2 separate regions of the Arabidopsis thaliana genome follow, and region 1 is linked to region 2. The links are chromatin contacts, called in public ChIA-PET maps. All regions are on one chromosome and are shown on one strand. The core of a region is the stretch at or near the end of the contact, and the rest is flanking DNA. Distances in the headings are between cores, read along the strand shown. Region 1 holds the start of PUP12 (purine permease 12). Region 2 holds the start of AT5G41060 (DHHC-type zinc finger family protein).

The links. ChIA-PET counts read pairs in DNA pulled down with a chosen protein or histone mark.
Region 1: an H3K4me3 ChIA-PET map of shoot shows a contact between it and region 2, with 11 read pairs. The contact joins the promoter of PUP12 here to the promoter of AT5G41060 in region 2. A contact is called at or near these places in 1 of 26 Hi-C or Micro-C datasets (root) and 1 of 2 datasets of contacts at active chromatin or transcription factors (shoot).

Annotation. Positions count from the first base shown.
Region 1 is chr5:16,473,068-16,478,797 of TAIR10.1, reverse strand. PUP12 (purine permease 12) reads right to left here and starts at 1,679. Exons shown (of 2, transcript NM_001344389.1): 1 at 1,615-1,679; 2 at 362-1,452. The coding sequence starts at 1,618. The coding sequence ends at 362. It overlaps UVH1 (Restriction endonuclease, type II-like superfamily protein), which reads left to right and starts at 1,381. Exons shown (of 9, transcript NM_123480.4): 1 at 1,381-2,744; 2 at 2,824-3,047; 3 at 3,145-3,230; 4 at 3,414-3,563; 5 at 3,677-4,414; 6 at 4,677-4,787; 7 at 4,873-5,133; 8 at 5,232-5,455; 9 at 5,544-5,730. The coding sequence starts at 1,879. It overlaps AT5G41170 (Pentatricopeptide repeat (PPR-like) superfamily protein), which reads left to right. Exons shown (of 1, transcript NM_123482.3): 1 at 1-312.
Region 2 is chr5:16,432,183-16,437,761 of TAIR10.1, reverse strand. It overlaps AT5G41060 (DHHC-type zinc finger family protein), which reads right to left and starts at 2,609. Exons shown (of 5, transcript NM_123471.4): 1 at 2,077-2,609; 2 at 1,437-1,619; 3 at 1,069-1,359; 4 at 748-981; 5 at 1-662. The coding sequence starts at 2,160. The coding sequence ends at 222. It overlaps AT5G41050 (Pollen Ole e 1 allergen and extensin family protein), which reads left to right and starts at 3,304. Exons shown (of 2, transcript NM_123470.4): 1 at 3,304-3,857; 2 at 3,938-4,519. The coding sequence starts at 3,686. The coding sequence ends at 4,284. It overlaps RWP1 (HXXXD-type acyl-transferase family protein), which reads right to left. Exons shown (of 4, transcript NM_180780.2): 4 at 4,457-5,548. The coding sequence ends at 4,676. It also overlaps AT5G00575.

The DNA of each region.
Region 1 (5,730 bases), core at 430-2,929, 42 kb before region 2:
CTTACAGAGAATGATGGTGTAGTAGCAGTTTACACGGTCTTTGCGAAGCGAGGGTTTCGTGAAGCTGTGAGGTTGTTTTGTTAGTGAAAATGAAGAATGACTAATTGAATAGTGTTTATTCCAGACAGTGTATTGAACAAAAAGACTTCGTAAAGAATGTGCAGAGAAGCAAATGAGTTGGTAGACCACAATTTGTAAGTTACAAATTCATAAGTTATTGAACAGTATAGGTTCCTTTAGACAGTGCACAAAGATTGAACTGTATTACGTAACGACAAATTTAAGTATATTTTGGAGACATGCAACCGAGAAATATTACTCAATGTCAATCTTTAGAGCTTTTTTAGTAGAGTTTAATAAATCATTCGGCCTGAGCTTCTCGTGCTCTTTGTACTTTCAAGTCATCAAGATAGTTCTGGTAGATATAAAACGTGAATCCTGTGAAGGCGATGGGCATCGCCACCATCTTAACCTCAGTCAGCTTGTCATGGAACACCGCAATGGCCGCGAGAGGCGTAACAATGAGTGAGAGCGTACTAATAAGGTTTGAAAACAGCGAAGACACCAGAAATATAAGCGACACGGCTCCTACACAACCCAATTGACACGAAACCGCTGCCCCGACCAAAGTCAAAACATAAATGACTTGACCTTCCTGAAACTCTTCCATCTCCACACTCAACAACATCCATTCCCCGCTTGCGAACAATCCGATAACCGCTACACAAGAAGCCACAAGCGACGTATAGATTTGCATCTCGAGAACCATAGAGAGAGTCTCACTCTTGAGAACCTTCTCGAAAGAAAACTGCATAAGAGAGAGCTGAAGAGAATAGATAAGAGAAGCAAAAACTGCACAGAAACACCCAATCAAGTAACTCCACTTAGAATCTCCTGATGGGCTATTTGAATCATCGTCAAGAGAAACCAACACAGCAGAGATAGAGAGAAACAACACTGAGAAGAAAATCAAACAAGTGATTTTCTGAGAATTGATGTAATAATAGAAGACACCATTGAAAGCTAACTGTGAAGCACATAGAATCGAATAAGTTGAAGCAGAGAGATACAAAAGTCCAACAGAGTATAAAAAATTATCTAAACCAATAGCAAAACCAAGAGAAAGATAAATCCAAACCAGAGTCTTGAAAGAAGAAGAAGAAGAAGAAGAAGAAGAAGATTGTGAAGCAGGAAGGAGAGAAAGAGGGAGATAAAGAATGGGAAAGCCACCAGTTTGAACAAGAGTAGAGATCCATTTACTGTTTCCACCTTCATTGTAATAAAACCGACCAAGAAGAACAGAAATGGCTTGAGCAGAGATGAGAAAGAAGATGCTTATGAAAACAAGAATCCACCATTGGCTTCTATTTAGTTTCATGAGTTGTGTAGGAACACTAGTTCTTCGTCTTCCTTCATCTTCTTCCTTAAGCAGCAACATTGCTTCTTCTTCATCTGTTACCAACAAAAACAACACATAAAAGTTCACATCTTTCAAGAAATTTTGTCCCTTTTATGAAAACTTTGATAAGAATCTGGGAATTGGGTTTTGATCATTACACAATTCACTACATTTCTAGAATCTAAATTGAAATGAGGAAAATTAGAGAGATTTACCCATTGTGAAGAGAAGAGTTGACTAATGGATCAAGTCTGGTTGAGGATTATAAGACAAGTCTCAGGACCTTTCTTCTTTTTCTTAGCTAACCTAAACCGGTTAAGAAAGAATTAATATAGGAAATATCGAAACCGGTTTCGAAAAATACTTTATTTAAACGACGCCGTTTTGAAGTTTGAACGTTTTTGACCCAGGAAAGGTTTTTTCTATCGTCTTCACTCTTCATCAATCAGTTTCTCCGATTTGCGTCGTCGTCTTCTTCAATGGCGCTGAAATATCACCAACAGATCATATCAGACCTTCTCGAGGACTCTAATGGCGGATTATTAATCCTTTCCTCCGGTCTCTCCCTCGCTAAATTAATCGCTTCTCTCCTCATCCTTCACTCTCCGTCGCAAGGAACTCTACTTCTCCTCCTCTCCCCCGCCGCTCAATCTCTAAAATCCAGAATCATCCATTACATCTCCTCTCTTGATTCTCCTACTCCGACGGAAATCACCGCAGATCTTCCGGCGAATCAGCGTTACTCGCTTTACACCTCCGGTTCTCCTTTCTTCATCACGCCGCGGATTCTCATCGTCGATCTGTTGACTCAACGGATTCCAGTTTCTTCACTCGCCGGAATCTTCATCCTCAATGCTCATTCGATTTCCGAAACCTCCACTGAAGCATTCATTATACGAATTGTCAAATCCCTAAATAGCTCTGCTTATATACGCGCTTTTTCCGATAGACCGCAAGCTATGGTTTCCGGTTTCGCCAAGACTGAACGCACCATGCGTGCTCTCTTCCTCCGTAAAATCCATCTATGGCCAAGGTTTCAGTTGGATGTGTCTCAGGAATTGGAGCGAGAACCACCTGAGGTTGTGGATATTAGGGTTTCGATGTCGAATTACATGGTGGGAATACAGAAAGCTATCATTGAAGTAATGGATGCTTGTCTCAAGGAGATGAAGAAGACTAATAAAGTTGATGTTGATGATTTGACTGTAGAGAGTGGTTTGTTTAAGTCCTTTGATGAGATTGTGAGGAGGCAGCTTGATCCTATTTGGCATACTTTGGGGAAAAGGACAAAACAGCTTGTTTCTGATTTGAAGACTTTAAGGAAGTTGCTTGATTATCTTGTTAGGTAATAATAGCTCTGTCTCTCTTCTCTGTAGATCAGTAATGTTCTTATGCAAAACCTTCAAGTTGGTATTTCTGTGTAGGTATGATGCTGTGAGTTTTCTCAAGTTCTTGGATACACTAAGGGTATCAGAGAGCTATCGGTCTGTTTGGTTATTTGCAGAGTCCAGCTATAAAATATTTGATTTTGCAAAGAAACGAGTGTATCGTCTCGTGAAGGCAAGTGATGTCAAGTCAAAAGAACATGTTAAGAATAAGAGTGGTAAAAAGAGAAATTCGAAGGGCGAAACTGACTCTGTAGAAGCAGGTAACTAATTCTTGATCTATAATGGTTGTATTTTGCATCTAGTGACATGTGTGTTATAAGCATTCGAAAAATTTCCTGATAATTGGACTTGAATCAGTTGGTGGGGAAACGGCAACAAATGTGGCTACTGGCGTTGTTGTAGAAGAAGTTCTGGAAGAGGCACCAAAATGGAAAGTCTTACGTGTGAGTGACTGAGTGAGTTTCAGTTTCAATGCCGTATCTCTGTTACTGTTAATTTGATGATGGAAGTTGGTTTAGCTAGTGACCATATCTGTTCTTTGTTGTTTACCTCTTTGATTTGGTCGCCACACTCTATGTTTTCATGGATTAGCCTTAAACGTAATGGTATGCCTGTGATTAATACAGGAAATTTTAGAGGAGACACAAGAAGAAAGACTAAAGCAGGCTTTTTCTGAGGAAGATAACAGTGACAACAATGGAATAGTTCTTGTGGCTTGCAAAGATGAACGGTCCTGCATGCAGCTTGAAGATTGCATCACAAACAATCCACAGAAGGTCCAGTCAGATAACTCCGTTTTGCTAGATCTTACATCATTCATTAACAACCGATATGTACCCTGTCACTAGAAACTAGCATTCAAGTTCCCATTTTACCTACACGTGTGCAGGTAATGCGGGAAGAATGGGAAATGTACCTGCTGAGCAAAATTGAGCTCCGCAGTATGCAGACACCGCAAAAGAAGAAACAAAAGACTCCCAAGGGTTTTGGGATTCTTGATGGAGTTGTTCCGGTAACTACAATACAGAACTCGGAAGGTAGCAGTGTTGGCAGACAAGAGCATGAGGCTCTTATGGCTGCTGCGTCTTCTATTCGCAAGCTAGGAAAGACAACAGATATGGCTTCTGGAAATAACAACCCAGAGCCTCATGTTGATAAGGCTTCGTGTACCAAAGGAAAAGCTAAAAAGGATCCAACAAGTCTCCGGAGATCCTTAAGAAGTTGCAATAAGAAAACGACGAACAGTAAACCTGAAATCTTACCAGGCCCAGAGAATGAAGAAAAAGCCAATGAAGCTAGCACGTCAGCCCCTCAAGAAGCCAATGCTGTTCGCCCCAGCGGTGCTAAAAAGCTACCGCCTGTGCATTTTTATGCCTTAGAAAGCGATCAACCTATACTAGATATCTTGAAACCCTCTGTGATCATTGTCTACCATCCTGACATGGGTTTTGTCAGAGAACTTGAGGTTTACAAAGCAGAGAACCCTCTCAGAAAGCTGAAAGTTTATTTTATTTTCTATGATGAGTCCACAGAAGTGCAGAAGTTTGAAGCAAGCATACGTCGAGAAAATGAAGCGTTTGAATCATTGATCAGGCAAAAGTCTTCGATGATTATTCCCGTTGATCAGGTTTGAAACTCAATTCCCAACATTTCAAATGAAACGAAGCCTGTGTGACTTTTGTTTCCTGCTTTAAAGTATACAGTTTTGATTTGAAAGTACATTAGAACAACTCAATTAGTGATAGCGTTGCTAAAACAAGTTAATATTATTAAACTGAATCAGACCAAGTAGATGAAACTATTAACCAGAATTTTACGTTATCTTCTGGATTTCAGTTTCTTTTTCCTGCTTTCTTCTCATCCATACTGTGCTATAAACTTGGAATTAGGATGGGCTCTGCATGGGGTCGAATTCTTCTACAGAGTTTCCAGCTTCAAGTACACAAAACTCATTAACCCGAAAAGCAGGCGGAAGAAAGGAACTGGAGAAAGAGACACAGGTTCATATCTCAAGAACGATATTTTTTCCCAAGATTGACTAGATTTGCTAAAGAGTTCACTTTATGGAAATGTGTTTTTCACCAGGTTATAGTTGACATGAGGGAGTTCATGAGCAGTCTACCAAATGTTCTTCACCAGAAAGGCATGAAGATAATACCAGTTACACTAGAGGTCGGCGACTATATTCTATCTCCTTCAATATGCGTAGAGAGAAAGAGTATTCAAGATCTTTTCCAGAGCTTCACATCAGGTCGTTTATTTCACCAAGTCGAAATGATGTCCCGTTATTACAGAATACCAGTTCTTCTGATCGAGTTCTCACAAGACAAAAGCTTCTCCTTTCAGGTACCCTCTCACATTCCAAGGTCAAAATAATTTTTCGTCTTATCATGTTTTGATCTGTTCTTCATTGAGTTTGGATCGGTTCTTTCTTGCTTTTGCAGTCTTCGAGTGATATATCAGATGATGTGACTCCATATAACATCATATCAAAACTATCATTGCTAGTTCTGCATTTTCCTCGGTTAAGGTTATTGTGGTCTCGAAGTCTACATGCAACCGCAGAAATCTTTACTACCTTAAAATCCAACCAAGACGAGCCTGACGAGACTCGAGCAATAAGAGTTGGTGTGCCTTCAGAAGAAGGTATCATAGAAAATGACATCAGGTAAAGGAACTCTCTTTCTTAAACTGCAAAAATCAGTTTTGTTAATTTGCCTTTGTAAATATCGAAATTGACTCATGATGTGAAACAGAGCCGAGAACTATAACACATCTGCAGTTGAGTTTCTGAGAAGGCTTCCTGGAGTTTCGGATGCGAATTACAGATCGATTATGGAGAAATGTAAGAGTTTGGCTGAGCTCGCGTCTTTGCCTGTTGAGACATTAGCAGAACTCATGGGTGGTCACAAAGTTGCTAAAAGTCTCAGAGAGTTTCTTGAC
Region 2 (5,579 bases), core at 1,360-3,859:
GAAAATCGTCGGTATTCATTTTGTTTTCTCATTCTGTGAAAGATAAGTCATAGATTACACTAACACACAATGATTTACGATTTAAATGTCTGAAGAACAACTAAAAATACTCATAACATCTGAAAATATCACACCAATTCACAATTGATTCCCGTGTAAACACACAACACATCAATACATCAAACATTTAAAACACCTTTCAATTTTCTCTTAACCTGCTTCTAAGCTCTTCTTGCTGATAAGGCCATAACTTCTGGTGACATTTCCCAGTTTGCGTTCCTCGGGTGATTGTTTGGCCTATTGATTTGCTCATCACCATTCACTATGTTCCCCATGTCTGGTGATAACTCGTTTAACTCATTGTCGTTAACATGAAACCGTTCATTGTTATTGCCATCTTTGCCATCACCATGTTCAGCCATTGCCCAAACACCCTTCCTCCCCATTTCAATATCATCATTGGCCTTTCCCATGTTTGGACTCATAAAACCGCCAACAACTGATCTCGACGGCATTGGATTTTCCCTTGGTACCATAGCCCTGAAGTTGTTCTTTGAAGGAGGTATTGGAGAAAAAAAGATTTCTTTGAAGTTATCAACCACTCCTTTGTTATGTGGGTTGCTATGCCGATCATAACTGTATCTGAAATTCTCATATGTAGTCTACAGAATAAAGAAAGATCAAACGATTAAACACGCATATCGAATGAGAGAGGTTTTTTCAGAAAGAGGCAAATGATTAGGGTACCTGATTTGTGCTGATGAGATAGAGATGGAAACATGTTAAGCCTCCAACGAAGAATGTAGATATGAATGTGTAGAGTATCAGAGCAATGGAAGCTGGAGTTTTGAGCATTGCTTTCAAGATACTTATATCTTCGGACTCTTTGATCTTCTTTATGTAGACACAACAAAAGGCGAACACATATACACAGAGAAGAGTCGTGGAGAAGACAAACATGAAGAAGAATCGATAGTTTCTCTGCAAATTCCCAAGGAGAATGAGATGAATTATATAGACTGATGTCAGAAACTAACGGACAGGAAAACGAAAAACCGAGAAACTTACTTGAGCAATACATTGACCAACCCAAGGACAGTGATGGTCAAACCTTTCTACACAGTTGTTGCAAATCGAACAATGTGAGCAGCGAGGCGGTCTATAGAGCATGCAAGTATCACAGTACTTGACCTTGAATACTTTTCCATTAACTTCCACTTCTTTAACACGAGGCAATCTTGGAGTTTGGCTTGTTCCCGAGCCCGTGTTGCCATCAACAACTTCTGGTTCTGGAGGATGAGAATTTCTTGGGATAATCCCTGGATCTCTTCCGGATGTAAGCATCAGCAAAATCAAATCCTGAGGGAAGCATTAATTGTTATGAATGATCCAGTCACAAAACGTTTTACAATGCAAAGCTAAACTTTTGTACTCACATAAATGGTGAAGACAACAGCAACAAGGATTATTGAGACTCCCCAACTATCAGAGAAGTCATCCATTAGTTTGCTAGCGACGAAGATGCAGAAAATTGTAACAGGTGCCACAATAAGACTTATGGTCAGACCAAGTGATCTTACATCCGGCCCGAAGATAAACCTTCCTTGAAGACAAAATATCTGCAGAAATGGGACAAATTTAGAAAATATGTTAACACTTTGGGTAGAAGGATTTAAGGAACAAACCTCAAAATGTTTAATTCCACTAGGTTACTACTAAACCAGATTTAAATTCGACATTGAAAGCAATATACAGACAGCATCAACTATATAACCTTTGTATGAAGAAGCATTCCTATAAATGTAGCAAGCATATTCAGATAATGTCCTAAGGTATTGATTAAAGGTAAAGATTTCATGATTAAATGTAGACAACTACCCAGAAAGCTACACTTCTAACACAAACCCAAGTCCCAATTTTTAAGCTTTACAAGATTGGAAACAGAGTAAACTGAGCCCATGAACGGATTAATAATTAATTTATACACAATAATAGGAAAAATAACAGAAAACTAGCTCAAGTATAAACACAGAAGCAAGTAATTCCAAAACCTAAAGCTTTCACATTAAAACTCACATTGCTTCCTTTCCATGTTTGGTAAACCCGTAAATCACAATCGGATCCAAAACCGGATCTTTGAGGAGGCGTCACCACATACATCTCTCTCTCTCACTTTCTATCGCTTGCTCTCGATTTCTTCAAATGTAAGCAAAGGGGAAAACACTAAAACGAAGATAACGAAAGAAGAAAAGAGAAAGCTTTTCAGTCTCCGTTGAAGAAATTCTTTAGATTTCGGCAAGTCTCCGACATGAAAATGAGAGTAGTCAGAGAATTAGATTTGCTCTTGGCTTCTCCAACTTCTTCTTCTTCCTTCACTTTTTTTTTTTCCTGCAAATAAATATAATATTTTAAAAATCGACTGTTAGCAGCTACTGGAGTCAGTCTGTCACCGTCGTTTTAGTTCAGGTAAAGTACTTTTCAGAAGCTAAAAGTGAAGAACGAAATAAGCTGACGTGGCACTTTTCTAATGGTCTGTTTCCTTACCTTGAGTACTCGACCTTGTTATTCATAAAAGAGATTCGATAACGGAAAAGAAATTTAAACATTTTGTTTTACAGCGAATTTACATCTAATTTTTTTTATCTCTATTGTTTTCCACTTTTTCTCAACTATTGATTTATATGTACCTGCAAAAAAAAACTACTGTATAAATTTCGTATGTTGAAGAAAATAATGTTAAAACTTAAAATAATTTGTGAAAGGAAAAAATAAAGTTGAAAATAGAAATGATTGGGAAACAACACATAAAGTGGATGGAGTCACCTAGAAGCATTACAAGAATTTAAGGGCAAAAGAAAAAAAGAAAAAAAAAATTAAAGTAAAATCTGCAGCAATCTTACATGAAGAACAATTTCAAGCTTAATGGGCCTTCTTTAAAGCTCAAGCCCATATATTGTTTCCAACTGATGAACTTGTAATGTAAGCTTATCTTCTCTAGTACACTTAAACCTGAAATTGTTATGCAATAAAGTCTTATGCTGTTCTATAATGTGACGAACAAAAGTCTATAATGTGAGCTTATCTTTGTATAGTTAGTTAACCTGAAATTCTCTTTCCAGAATTCAGCCACAACCGAGAGTAAACCGGGAAAATATCATAGTTTGGCTTCTTGTATTGATATTTAAAGAGCCATATCCTCTGACTACTTTCTTGGTGTTTATGCTGATGAATTGATGATGTTTACACTTCACTTTCAGTGGTCCATACACATATATATACACACTAGTGGCTTACCTTCTCCCTTCCATTTTCCAGTTTTAGCCATTTTTTATAAGGGGATTCATAGACAAAAACCCTTAAAATAGAGAGCATGAGAGCTCAATAAATGTTAAACCTAACCAACCAATCTCTCAGTTTCTCTACTTTTCCTTTAATTGGCCTCTCATCTCTTTGTGCCTCTCTTTACTCATCTCTTTTTCCACAAGAGTCTTGAGTTTTATAAAAAAGACAAGCTTGAAGCTTTGTTTGAATGGAGTTACTGTTTGATCTTTGTTTGTTCTTTTGTCTTTAACCACTTGGCCCATTCTTTGTCTGTTTCTTTCATCAACCACATAAACAAAAAGGAAACCTCATCTGTAAACAAGTGTTTATCCAAGGATAAAGAAAAAAACTGAAACTTGTGAACATGAAGCAGAAACTGATAATGCTTCTGTTACTTCTGCAACTTCTGTCCTTAAACTCTCTGTCTCTGAAACATTCTTCAGCCAAACCAAATGGAAAGATCACTGTAATGGGTCTTGTTTACTGCGACGTCTGCTCCAACAACAGTTTCTCCAATCACAGCTATTTCATTCCCGGTAAAGAATCTTATCAACATTGTTTGAAATTATAGTTAAAATGTCTCTCACTTTTGTTTTAACTGAACAAAAAAATACAGGTGTGGAAGTGAGAATAATCTGCAGATTCAATTCAGCTTCATCGAGAACTAGAGAGATGATTACGTTCTCTGCAAATCGAACCACAAATGAGCTTGGACTCTACAAGCTAGACATAACGTCTCTGGAAGGCGTTGCTTGCGCCGCTGAAGCAAAGAAAGATTCTCTAATGGCTTCCTGTCAAGCAAGCTTGATCGGTAGGTCCAAAGATTCCTGCAACGTTCCTGGCTTCAGAACTACAACGGAGCAGGTTGTGTTTAAGTCCAAGATATCTAATCTCTGTGTCTATGGGTTTACTGCTTTAAATTTCAGACCTTTAGAGAAGAATCTTCATTTGTGTGGCAAGTAATAGAGAACAAACTGCAATAATCTAAGTCTTTGTTTGTTTCTACTCTAACTTTGTCCTTAAGACAAGAACAGGATCACTCTGTTCTGTCTTCTTGTCCTCTGTATTTTATCTTTAGACTTTTGTTATTTTATTTATATATGAGTTTTAGTTTGTTAAAAACATCAACATCTCTGAAACAGTTCAAGTAATAATATTATTACAATATAGTTTGAAATAATATAAATTTATGGTTGAAACTTGATGCAAGATACAGACAAGTTTAAGATGAAGATAACAATAATAATTCAGCATAAATCAAAAAGATAAAAAAAAAAGGAAGCAAGAAAAACAGAGTAAAACGAATAGGTTTTGACAATAATTGCCAGATATTTGTATTTTGTCGTTGTTCATATTATATCTGTAAAAACTGTTCTTGAAACACATCCATGGCTGTAGCGGGAAGTCCAAGAAGCACATTGATGCTTCTCCTCTGTTCTCCATGAGACAAAAACAGAGTTACTTCTTTCTCAGGCAAAGCTACTGGACCGGATAAAATCGGTTCTCCCCAACCGAAATCTGTCGTGTGGAAACCCAATCTTGACCATGTAGTGATCAGAAGAGTCGAGGAAAGAGAAGGTCTTGCTCTCGTGACTTCGAAGTAATCAATAGCAGATCTCATGTACCCATCAGTTACCATCTTAATGGCTTCTCTGACTAATCCCACCGCGAAACTCAACGGTTTTTCGATAAGCTCCCCAGCTTCACAGATGGAGTTTGTGAGAACAATTCCATTTCCGAAGTACCCTTTTGGCAGTTGAGGCTCGAACTTGGCTCTACCATCAACGGCGAAGAGAAGCTTCGTTTTCTGATCACTCAACATCTTCAACGACTTGGTTCTTGCTCTCCAGACAAAAGCAGATAAAGCCTCAAAACTTGTGCATGAGTTACCGAGGAGAGACTCACTGTTCTCTGTTGCTTGGAGCTTAAGTTTCTTGATTTTCTCTGGATCAAAGCAGAAGGATCTGTAGAGAGTTGGCTCTTTGGTGTAAAGAGAGTTGATGTTGGATTTATCTTCGATCTCTTCAAATTCTTGGTGGAGATTCTCGATCTTTGGAGGGTTTCGAGCATTGAGAATGGTTCTGTCTGAGAATGGGGGAGTTGTTAATGGTAAGCCTCTAGCGACTTGACCCCATGAGTTAACAAACTCCATAGCTCCAATTCCATCGAACATACAGTGATTCATACAGAGTCCGAGAACAAACCCTCCACATTTGAATTTAGTCACCTGTTAATTCAAATCAATTTCAAACCCTTCA